Regions from separate parts of the Sus scrofa genome. Here region 2 is linked to region 1. A link is a contact called in public HiChIP or PLAC-seq data. All regions are on one chromosome and are shown on one strand. The core of a region is the stretch at or near the end of the contact, and the rest is flanking DNA. Distances in the headings are between cores, read along the strand shown.

What was found. HiChIP or PLAC-seq counts read pairs in DNA pulled down with a chosen protein or histone mark.
Region 2: an H3K27ac HiChIP or PLAC-seq map of alveolar macrophages shows a contact between it and region 1. The contact joins the promoter of ANXA2 here to the promoter of LOC100152206 in region 1. A contact is called at or near these places in 1 of 5 promoter capture datasets (liver) and 1 of 2 datasets of contacts at active chromatin or transcription factors (alveolar macrophages).

What each region holds. Positions count from the first base shown.
Region 1 is chr1:109,925,600-109,931,146 of Sscrofa11.1, reverse strand. It overlaps LOC100152206 (C2 calcium-dependent domain-containing protein 4A), which reads left to right and starts at 3,387. Exons shown (of 4, transcript XM_013992909.2): 1 at 3,387-4,546.
Region 2 is chr1:111,585,821-111,591,367 of Sscrofa11.1, reverse strand. ANXA2 (annexin A2) reads right to left here and starts at 2,144. Exons shown (of 13, transcript NM_001005726.1): 1 at 2,102-2,144. It overlaps LOC106508978 (a long non-coding RNA gene), which reads right to left. Exons shown (of 3, transcript XR_001306165.2): 3 at 5,361-5,547.

The DNA.
Region 1 (5,547 bases), core at 2,138-4,637:
ACCCGGGAGCCGGCTTTGGGGCTGGCCCAATGGCCTGCACCTGAGGAAGGGGGTGTTGGAGAGGGAAAAGGGAGGGTAGGAGTTACTGAGCACGGGGACATCTTTGTGGCCCCTCTTCTACCATGCGGTAGCCTTCTGTCGGCCTCGGGGCCGCAGAGCGCAGCCGTTCCGGCGGCAGCTCGGTGGAGCCTACGCGACCGGAGCCTGGCGCTTCATAGGCCTTTGGTCAGTACTGAGCGCCTAAATAACCACCCCTTCAGGAGGAATAAAGGAGACCTTTGCACGCTGGTCCTGCTACCTATCAACTGTGCCTGAGATAGCCCTCCGTCTTTTTTTGCTTCCTGAAAACATACTTTAATAATTTACAACTGTAAGGAGAAGGAACAGAACCCCATCAAGATGACAGATAAACTGGGGACTGAGTATGCATTTCGTTAACTTGTTATTTTTCCTCCCTTCTGGGTCTGATTGGCTCTTACTTAACTCATGAGCCACTTCTTAGTTACCTCATTAAGGAAACAAAGAATGAAACATAGTACTTCCTTTTTTATCTTTAGGTGAGGGTTAGCTGTTACTTATTTATCACTTTCATGCAATCACTGAACTGTTACTGGTGTGGCAAGACCTTCAAAGTGAGGCTTTATATAACGTAAGGGCTTTTTTCAGTTAGTAAAATTAAACCACCCACTGACAAGCCAATTCTCTTTGGACTTTTTTCTAATATTTATTTCAAAAAATTGAGGTACTATAAACAGACATAAAACAAATAATTAGATTATTGTAGTCACAAGTTAATTAAATGCTTTGCTACACACAGTGTCTGAAAATATGTGTGAATTGCTTTTAAACATCTTCTATGGACAATGTGTGCCCCCAAAATTCATATGTTGAAATCCTAACCTTCATTGTCCTGGTATGGGAGCAGAGCACGGGCTTTGGGAGGTAATTGGGTCATTGGGTAATTAAGCAGGGCCGTCATGAATGTGAGTAGAATCTTTATAAAAGAGGACTCTTGTAGAAGAGACTCAGAGAGCTCCCTCACCCCTTCTGCCCTGTGAGCATGGAGCAAAAAACAGCTATCTATGAACCAGAAAGTGGGCCCTCACAAGACAGGGAGTCAGCTGGCACCTCCATCTTGGACCTCCTGGCCTCCAGAACTGTGAAAAGTAAATTTGTGTTGTTTTTAAACCACCCAGTCTATAGTATCTTGTGACAGCATCCTAAACAAACTAAGAAGATCAAAAAGGAAAATCATTCCTTTTTGTCTATTGGAGGACAAAAAAGTCAAAATGTCCACAATTGGTGCTACAGAAAATGGATGTAAAAGAGAATCAGCACTAGCCAGTACTGGTGCTGTCAATATCCACCTCCATCCTTCGCTCCTGCACACAGAATATAAATCCTCAACCATTTCTTTTTCCTAGCTTAGTCAACCTGACAAAATACTTGGGATATATTTAGAAATATTTCATACTTCTTTCCTTCAACATCCACAACCAATCAACAGTCCGACCTGGCTATTCTGCTTTCACCATATTTCTTTCTTTATTTCTTTTTTTTTAGGGCCAAACCCCTCGGCATATGGAGGTTCCCAGGCTAGGGGTCAAATCAGAGCTGAAGCTGCTGGCCTACACCACAGCTGCAGCAACACCAGATCCTTAACCCACTGAGAAAGACCAGGGATTGAACCTGAGTCCTCATGGATGCTAGTCAGATTAGTTTCCTGTGAGCCATGATGGGAACTCCTCATCATATTTCCTAAATTATCTCTATGTCTCATCTGAACCATGCAGTCACCCTCTAACTGGCCTCCTGGACTCCAGCTTTTTCCTTTTCCATCCATCTGCTCACTGTCAATGTAGCTAATTTCCCAAAGCACAGGTTACTGTTCTGCTCACAAAGACCTAATACCTTTCTGGTGTAAAGAAAGCCCTCTTCAACTCATCCCAACAACCCCTCTCCTCTTGTTCATGCACAGCAACTACGCACTGAGGAGAAGGCAAAAAATTAATATGTTCTGGTTGGGATAGGCATGTTCCCCAAAAATTTTACAAGGACGTATGAATAATAGTGCAAGATGATACAAAAGATGCCCCAGGCAGAATAATCTGCTGGGAGAAGTGGACAATACTACTCCCTGTGTAATACTAACTTCTCGTACTTTCATAGTACTTTATACTTTTGAAAGGATAATGCATATGCCTGACTTTATAAACATTATTCCATTTTATTAATACTTCTTCAGTTATACCTCATGAGCTAGTATGCCAAGGTATGCATTTTCAAGTAATCTTCACAAAAGATCTGTGAGACAAGTAATGCAGGTGGTAGTATTGTCCTCATAGAAAAATTAAAGTCAGTGGTTTACATAAAATTACACAGCAGGTATTTATTTCCTTCAGCTCCCTGAGGACTGCCACCCTCTTCTCATTCAACAAGTACAGTTAAATCACCACTAGGCTACTTGTAATTTTCAGAGAACTTAGTTTGAAAGGATAATGGAATAGAAAATCTTAGGGTGGAAAAATTCAGCTCAAAATTGTCAGTACAGGGAGTTGCCTTTGTGGTGCAGCAGAGACAAATCTGACTAGTATCCATGAGGATGCAGGTTCAATCCCTGGCCGTGCTCAGTGGGTTGGGGATCTGGTGTTGCCGTGAGCTGTGGTGAAGTTTGCAGATATGGCTCAGATCTGGCATTGCTGTTGCTGTGGTGTAGGCCAGCATCTGTAGCTCCAATTCCACCCCTAGCCTGGGAACCTCCATATGCCATGGGTGCAGCCCTAAAAAGCAAAAAAAAAAAAAAAAAAAAAAAAAAAAAAAAAGGTCGGTATAAGTAATGCTATTACCAGATAGGACTAAAAGCTTTTAAGTTTCCAGAGTTCCCATTGTGCCACAGTGGTTAACAAATCTGACTAGGAACCATGAGGTTGCGGGTTCGATCCCTAGCCTTGCTCAGTGGGTTAAGGATCTGGCATTGCAATGAGCTGTGGTGTGGGTCGAAGATGCAGCTTGGATCCCACGTTGCTGTGGTTCTGGTGTAGGCCAGTGCTACAGCTCCGATTAGACCAGTAGCCTGGGAACCTCCATATACCACGGGAGCGGCTCAAGAAAAGGCAAAAAAGACAATAAATAAATAAATAATAAAATAAAAGCTTTTAACTTTTAATATTTTACTTTCAATTGATTAATTAATTTATTTATTTTTGCTTTTTTTTTTTTTAGGGCCATACTCGTGGCATATGGAGGTTCCCAGGCTAGGGGTTGAATCAGACTACACCACAGCCACAACAAGGCAGAATCCAGGCCACGTATGTGACCTACATTAACAGTTCATGGCAACACTGGATCCTTAACTCACTGAGCAAGGCCAGGGATTGAACCCAAAACCTCATGGTTCCTAATCGGATTTGTTTCTGCTCGCCACAACGGGAACTCCAATATTTTACTTTTTAAGTATGTTTTGAGAGACTGGTTTTTAGGTGCAAATGTCCCAAGTCTGCCATACTTCTTGCAAAAGTCAGAAATTTATAGTCCTAATCCAAAACAAACCATAACTAATGTGAAGAAACACCGCTGGCACTCTAATGCACAGCACTGAACCAAAAGGAATTTGGATACAGAGGGTAACTAAAGAAAATGAGCATTCTAGTAATTATAGCTCTTACATCCATTCTGGCTTCAGAAAAATGAGCAGGATAACAAAGGCAATGGCAAAGCTAAACTGCAATGAGGAAATGAGCAGTAAAAACAAAGTGCAAAATATTGTTTCTATTAAAAATGAAAGTCAGAATTAGGGACACTTGTTAAAAATTAACAACTCTTGCTTAAAAATTGAAAAAGAAGAAGCTCTAACATCACATTGTCTTACACCCACACTCCCTTTCCCAACCCTCGAGTTTGTTGGGAAAAGCAAAAGGGGGTTGGGGAAAAAAGGAACTAGAGGAGAAAGCTGGAGAATAAGCATGACACCATGGATTTTCAGAAAGTTTAGGTAGGATGTTTAACTGGGAGAAAGTATGTAAGTGGACTGCAGAATGTCAGAGACAGAGGAAATCAAATCTCGTCTGGTTTATCCAACCCCCTCCTTTGACAGATGGAGACACTTGGAAAATTAAGGGACTTGCCAAAGTCCCACAACAAGTTAGTGACTATCAGAGCTAAAACCCAAGTGTCTCAACTCCAAGTTCTTTCCACTACTCCACACTCTAGTTCTGTTGAATGAGATGGACAAGGCAGAACACCAATATTTTATGTGGTTATAAATTCTCTTCTTCTTGCTTTTCTTGACACCCAATTCTTCTATATTATTTTTCAGGTCTGCTTTGAATTATTTCCTTCTACTCCAAAGGCACCTGTGACCTGGATGATGTGCGATCTATTTATGCTTACTTCGCAGAATTGTTTTCCAGCTCCATCACTGGATGTTCCCAGAGCCATGAGCTCGGAATGATCACGGTCTTCCTCTGGGTAGATTTGGGTGTTCCAGGCACAGGGCCTCATCCTGTTACACCATCCTCCCAGTTATCACATGGCTCATGCTTCCGAGGTAAGTAAAACATAAGGCTTAATGTGGTCACAGAGGACCAGCCATGCGAGGACACATCCCTGCTGTTTTCAAGAATAAAGGAAATGCTTCCAGAGTGTTATTGAAGAAAGTAAATTATTAATAAAAACAAAGCAAATCTGCTTGGCTTGGCCAGAAGGAGAAATGTTTTTCTAAAGGAATCCATGTATGAATCACCTAATCCCTAGTCAAGCAGACGTGTATAATAGTAACAGCCAAATAACAGCCAGCATTTACTGTGTGCCAAGCATTTCGTGCATTTTTAATGCTCACAATAATCTTGCGTGGTAGGAATTATAATCCCCATTGTACAGCTTGGGCTCAAAGAGGTTAATTAACTTGCCCACAGCTCCATTGTTAAAAAGTTGCATAACAGATATGAACCTAGGACAGACTGACTCCAAAATCTCTATTTCCTTACCTTTAAATCATCTCTCCCTTCACAACACAGCTTTGTTTAACAATTTCTCAGACCACTTCTCAGATTGTGAGCTTCACCATTTTAACCAGGAGCTCTCTAGGCTCTTATTTGCAGAGCTAACGTCTTATCTCCTAAGAGATAAGAGATAAGCTGAGTCAAAACACATTTTAAGTATGTAATTTGGTAAACATTCTCCCATAGATTTAGCCCATGCCCAAGAATTTTGGCCAGGAGCAGAGCTGCTATAAAAACATAGAAGTCGCTAGTCAAAGGTATGCCAACCCCAGGACCCAGCAACCCTGCCCCCAGACTAAATATATAGTGTTCAATAGTCTTTGCTCATTCCTGCCTCAGTCAGATGGAGTTCAAATAGTTTATCCTCATTATTTCATTCCTCTTCTAACAAATGTACATAGCTGATATGATCTTGTACAGCCTGGATCTACCTGCCTAGTGTAGTGCCTGGAACCCAGGAGGCATTCAGTAAATATTGCTCTGAATGAATAAGTGAACTAATGAACATTTTCTCTCTACTGTAATAACAGTAAATACCTGACAGTGT
Region 2 (5,547 bases), core at 895-3,394, 1.7 Mb before region 1:
AAGACACGGATGTTAAATATTGAGACTCTAGTCCAAAACCAAGCTCCTGATCAAAACCAGTAAGGCAGCAGTATTTCCTGTGCATTTACAGCAGGCAAGCCATTTGGCACTGAAGGAAATCACAAAATCCAGGTGGTCCCCAAATCATAAACCTTCAACTAAAAAAATTTACACTGATGGTCACACCCTTCCACTGTAGATGCACTGTAAACTTCTGGAGAAAGCCTTGATGAAGCTTTGAGGTAAAAGATGGAGCTAGAAGAGAAGAGAGTGCTTTGCGAGATGGTCTTAACACCACTGACCACAAAGGACCCTCAAATGGACCTCATCTAAAATCTCCCTTCACATTGTCTATTATGTGGCTCCTTAATTCCATAGCCTCAAATCCTATAAATTACAGATGTTTATGTTTAAAAAGTTTTGTTTTTTTTTAAATAATACAACTCCCCTAGGATGCTGGGCATTTTAGGACCACCAGCCATTCCTAGTATTGAATATTAATGAATATGGATTCAATCTGCTAGTCTCTAGCTAGATATACAAGGAGGGGAATGCAGAACTGGATAAGCAGGGATGGGCTTTTGCCATTTGGCAGGGGCGTGGGTCTTCAAAGAATCAGGAGGAAGAGAGACAAAAGTGGGGAGGGTGACAAAGATATAATTTTACAATTAAAATAATTTAATAAGGGTCAAGCTTAAAATGAAGAAAAAGTTCCAGTGAAATGTTTCAGTGATTTATTCTTTTTATCTCCATATCCTCCCTAACCTACCCTTTCACTTTCCCTTCGCTCCCCAACAGCCCACCTCCCAAATTCCACATATATTATCAGTATTTTTGATTCAGTGCACACAGGGTCTCTGGGCTAGTCTGACAAATTAAGCGCCTTCCATAACATTGCTTCAGTGGGAAAGTGAAATCGGCATCCCAAATAACCAAGTTCCAGACAAGCACAGTTAGGCACACTTTTGGATAGAACCCACTAGTAGAGTTCTCTGAGTGTCGGGGAACAGAATCCTGGACTCCAGAACACTATGGTTCTTGGTAAAGACCCAATACGTACCCATGAGGTTACTGCTCTTCTGTACACAGATGGAGAATACCTTTAAATAACTTTAAAATGGCAAATCTTAACACAAAAATAAGGACACTTTGTGTTGTATGGCACCTAATGTTTTCAGTGTGCTTTACATATTTATTTTTGAATGAACGTGTTTTTTGAAATCTTCATGACAACCCTATGAGGAAGGTAGGAATTGGCGTCCTCACAGAACTCCCAAGCAGCGGCCTGAGGGGCCACGCCCTTTTCTGTACCTTCCGTCCCTGACTCACTGCTGCATCAGTGCAAGTCAGTCAGTGACAACCCTCCCCACAGAACCCCGGGGTTGGGGGACACTTCCTTCCCGATGCAAAAGTGGTCAACCAAGTAGGGAAGGATACACGGAAATCAGAAGTTGCTCTTACAAGATAATCTAGACAAAGGAGAATGAGGTTTCTTCATTCTGTTTTGTTTGACTGGAGCAGGGGGCCGCTGCTAACAGCTCCCACCCCTTATCCTCCCCTCACTGCTTCCCTTCTACTAGTCGGCACAAGTTCCATAAATGCGCCTCTGTTTCAAGTAAAGTAACTTGGAACAGGTGGGGATTTCTTTCTAGAGGGTCGTGTAACGCGTGGAGGGTGCCGTAAGTCTGCTCTCCACCAGACCCGGGGCTCCAGGGCGGCCACACCCTGCCCCCCGCCGCGTCTGGCCCGTCTGGAATGCGGGGCCTCCCCCCGCCCCCCGCCCCCCGCTCCTCTCTCGGCGCCACTTCTCCGGGCTTCCTGCGAGCACTTCGGGGATGGGATGCCCAACCCCCTTCTTCTGCCCTGCACTCCCCAGGCTGGGGCGCACCTGGCCCCCCCTCACTCCAGTCCAGATCCCCACTATGCCCCCTCCCCAGAGAGCCCCTGGTGCGGACGGACTCTCCAGCCCTCTCCCCAGACAGCCTCGGGGTCCCCACCACTGGAGCTTCTCTTTGCAAGGCCGTCTCCTTCCCCGCCTCTCTGCGCCCCGCTAGCGCGGTGGCCCCAGGGCCATAGCGGGCGGACGAGGCGCCCCGCTTACCTGGGCCAGGCGCCGAGCGCTGCGAGCGTCCCCAGATGCAGAGCGGAGCTGCCTGACCTGGGTGGGGCTTTTATAGCCACCACATCCTCCCCGCCGAGGCCCGCCTCGCCCCGCCCCGCCCCGCCTTCCCCTGCCCTGGCCCATTCGCACCCGGAGTCGGGAGTCGGGGTGACTCACCCTACCCAGCCCGCCCGCCGCCGCCCGCAGGGTCCGCCTCGCCCTGTAACGTTCCCCGGGCCGCGCCAGTGGGAGCGGCCCCGCGCCCACGGCGCTGCCCTCCGGTAAAGCGCCGCCGAGGCTTCCTTGAGGCCCAGTACCGGCTTCGTTTCTTCCTCCCTTCCTCTTTTACTTCTGGAGCGCCACGTCGAGTTCTCAGCCCCGGCTCAATTTATAAATTGGCAAGACTTGAGCCGACTCTGAGCTTGGCTATGTCACTTTTTTTTAAGGCGTCAATGCAATGGAAGGAAGAATTGTGCCAAGAAACATAAATCGTGATTCCCCCGAGCTGAGCCGTTGGCATTCAGCTCCCGGTTACCGACAGCACACATATTAGCTTAACCTCTGACCGACAGTTCCTGGGAGGAGCGCGCGGAGGCGCGGCGGGTGGGGGTGGGGGGGGACGGTCCACACGGTCCCGGCGGGCAAACGATTGGTCCGCCCCCGCCTCCGAGCGCGCTGCGAGGCGTGGAACTACGGTGGGAGCTGGGTGGCGCGTTAGGGGGCCCAGACCCGGAGCCAAGTTCTTACCCACCACCCCCCCGCCCCGCCGGGGAGGCGCCCTTTGCCTGAGCGCGCCCTTCGTTTCCCTCCACGCTTCCCGGGACCGTTCAGCCTCCCGTGTGGAGCAGCTCTGCTCTGCGAGTCCTCGTGGCAGGCAGCCTTGGACTGGGTGGGGCCGATGGTTTAGAACCTCGAGTTCCAACAAAGAAGTTTCCTCCCTTCCTTCTTTCCGAACTGCCATTTTTTTGTTTGGTTTGATTTTGTTTCCCTCTCAGCCTCTCAGTAAGCTCCCTGGTTTTGTTCAGTTTCTCATTTTCTTCCATGCTCTTTCCACGAACTGCAGCGGCAACATGCAGACAAACATGGTTTTGTGTATGACTGCGTAAACACTGTATTCAAACCTCAAACTAGAGGGAAAGTTATGCTAAGAATCCAAAAGATCGCCCTTGGCTCCTTTTAATTCCTTTCATACACCTCACGTAGCTCTCTGCTGGTCTTGATGCTTCTGTGTTTTAATTTTCCACCTATGTTACCGTCCATTTTTACTCTTCAGTATCATTTCACTCCTGGGAATCAGAAAATGGTAAGGCCAAGACATCGTTCCCAAGCTCAAAGTCAAATCCAGACCATAAACGGGGCCTCTGGACACTCAACTCAGAGCTCACCCAACCCATTTCTTTCACTCAGAATGAAACACGATTGGCACTGTCAGAAGGACAAATAGAAAAGAAAGCAACTCTGTTCATACAATTTCTGATTTACATTCAGAGCTATTCAATTTAGACTGAAAACTTTTAAGCCAGAAATTGTGTTTTTCTGCCTACTCCCTGAACGTTTTGGAACAGAAGGCGAACACAGGATGATAATAATGGTGGACAAGATTCTGACTCTCTTTCTCTTCTCAGGGCTGATTGCACAGCCTCTGACTCCTAGTTGTGCTGTTATAGGCCCTCTACAGAAGATAAGATTTAATTCAAATCCTGTGGACTACCTAAAAGCCAAGTATCCAAAAGAATGCTTTTGCTTATCTAGGGCATCCAGCAAATCCAAACATACAGATCTGTTCAATAGTCAGAGTTTGCTTTATGCTACAGAATGTCACACTGTTGTTATCAGAAAAATGAAGCTGTTAGAAGTCACAGTTTGCTATTTATGAGCAATGTGGGGCCAGTTCTGCCTCTATAAAAGAAGTTTTGAATGGCTGAGTGCAAAGATCCTTTTTCCTTTCTTGTTTTTCCCCCCATGGCTGGGAGAATGTTTACTACAACAGATCTCAGATTATGTCTGCTATAGTGCATGGTCTCCTCTAAAGCCTTAACTTTATTTTGTTCACACTTTATCTGCTGCACTCACTACTAATAGTGCCTAGCTAGCAGGCATAGGCACTTACTAAAAACTACAGAATAACAGAATGGAATTATTCACCCAAAAATAGCATGTTAGAGTAGAGAGGGACCTTAAGACACTAACTTGGAGTTCCCTGGTGGCTCAGCAGGTTAAAGACCCAGCATTGTCACTGTTGTGGCTCGGGTCACTGCTGTGGCATGGGTTTGATCCCTGGCCTGGAACTTCCACATGCTGAAAGAGTGGCTAAATAAATAAATAAATCTGCTCCAGTAACAGCCAATTAAATTGCTAAAGCCAATTAAAAAAAAAAAAAAAAGACACTACTTTGTCCAATCCTTGATTAGTATAGATGAATAAACTGGAGCCCAAATAATGTCTCCTACCTAGTCCAGAGATTAAACAGTGCACTCAAGTTGCTTATCGCAGTCCCACCAATTATCACCAAAACTGAGTGGTTCAAACATAAACAACCATTTATTTGCTCATGGTTTTGTAATTTGGACAGGACTCAGAACAGCTTGTCTCTACTCCGTGATGTTGGGTGGGGCAGCTCAGCTGAAGTGGTACGATGGAAAGGAATTTCACTCACTGGGCTGGTGCCTCCACTGGGGTTGCTGGAATGGCTGAGAGCAGGCTGGGTCTCTCTGTCCCTTGGACACTCATCTGCCAGGTTTTCCTCTTTACATCAGATAGTAATGGCAGGTGGCTCTCAAGAAACAAAAGCTAAAGTTGCCAGGTCTCTTAGCATGTGGGCTTATGCAACAACAGCCTGGATTGGTTTTATGGGCCCTAGTTTGCCAATTCTTGTTTTAATGCATCATCTCATCAGTTTTTGGCTTTGCTTCTCCCCACTCTTGACTCCACTCTCTGAGATGGCTTTCCTTAAGGAATGGTCCATATTTGTAGTTAAGTAGTTTTCTCAATCTCTTTCATGCCAGTAGAAACTCAAATGTCCAGAAATGTCTTTTCATTTTGAACTGGCAACCTGACAGCTCATTCATTCATACAATTATCCTTAAGATTTTGTAGGATTTTGGAGTTACCATCATGGCGCAGCGGAAACGAATCCAACTACGAACCAGAAGGTTGTGGGTTCAATCCCTGGCCTTGAACAGTGGGTTAAGGATCTGGTGTTGCCATGAGCTGTGGTGTAGATGGAAGACGTGGCTCGGATCCTGCATTGCTGTGGCTGTGGCCCAAATCAACCCCTAGCCTGGGAACCTCCATATAACACGGGTGTAGCTGAAAAAAGAAAAAAACATTTTATAGGTTTTCTATAAATCTTACTGAGGTTCATTTCGTGCTCTAAAATTTATATCCAATTTTCTCAAAAACTTTTGGATTTCTATAAATCTTAATGAGGCTAACTCCATGCTCCA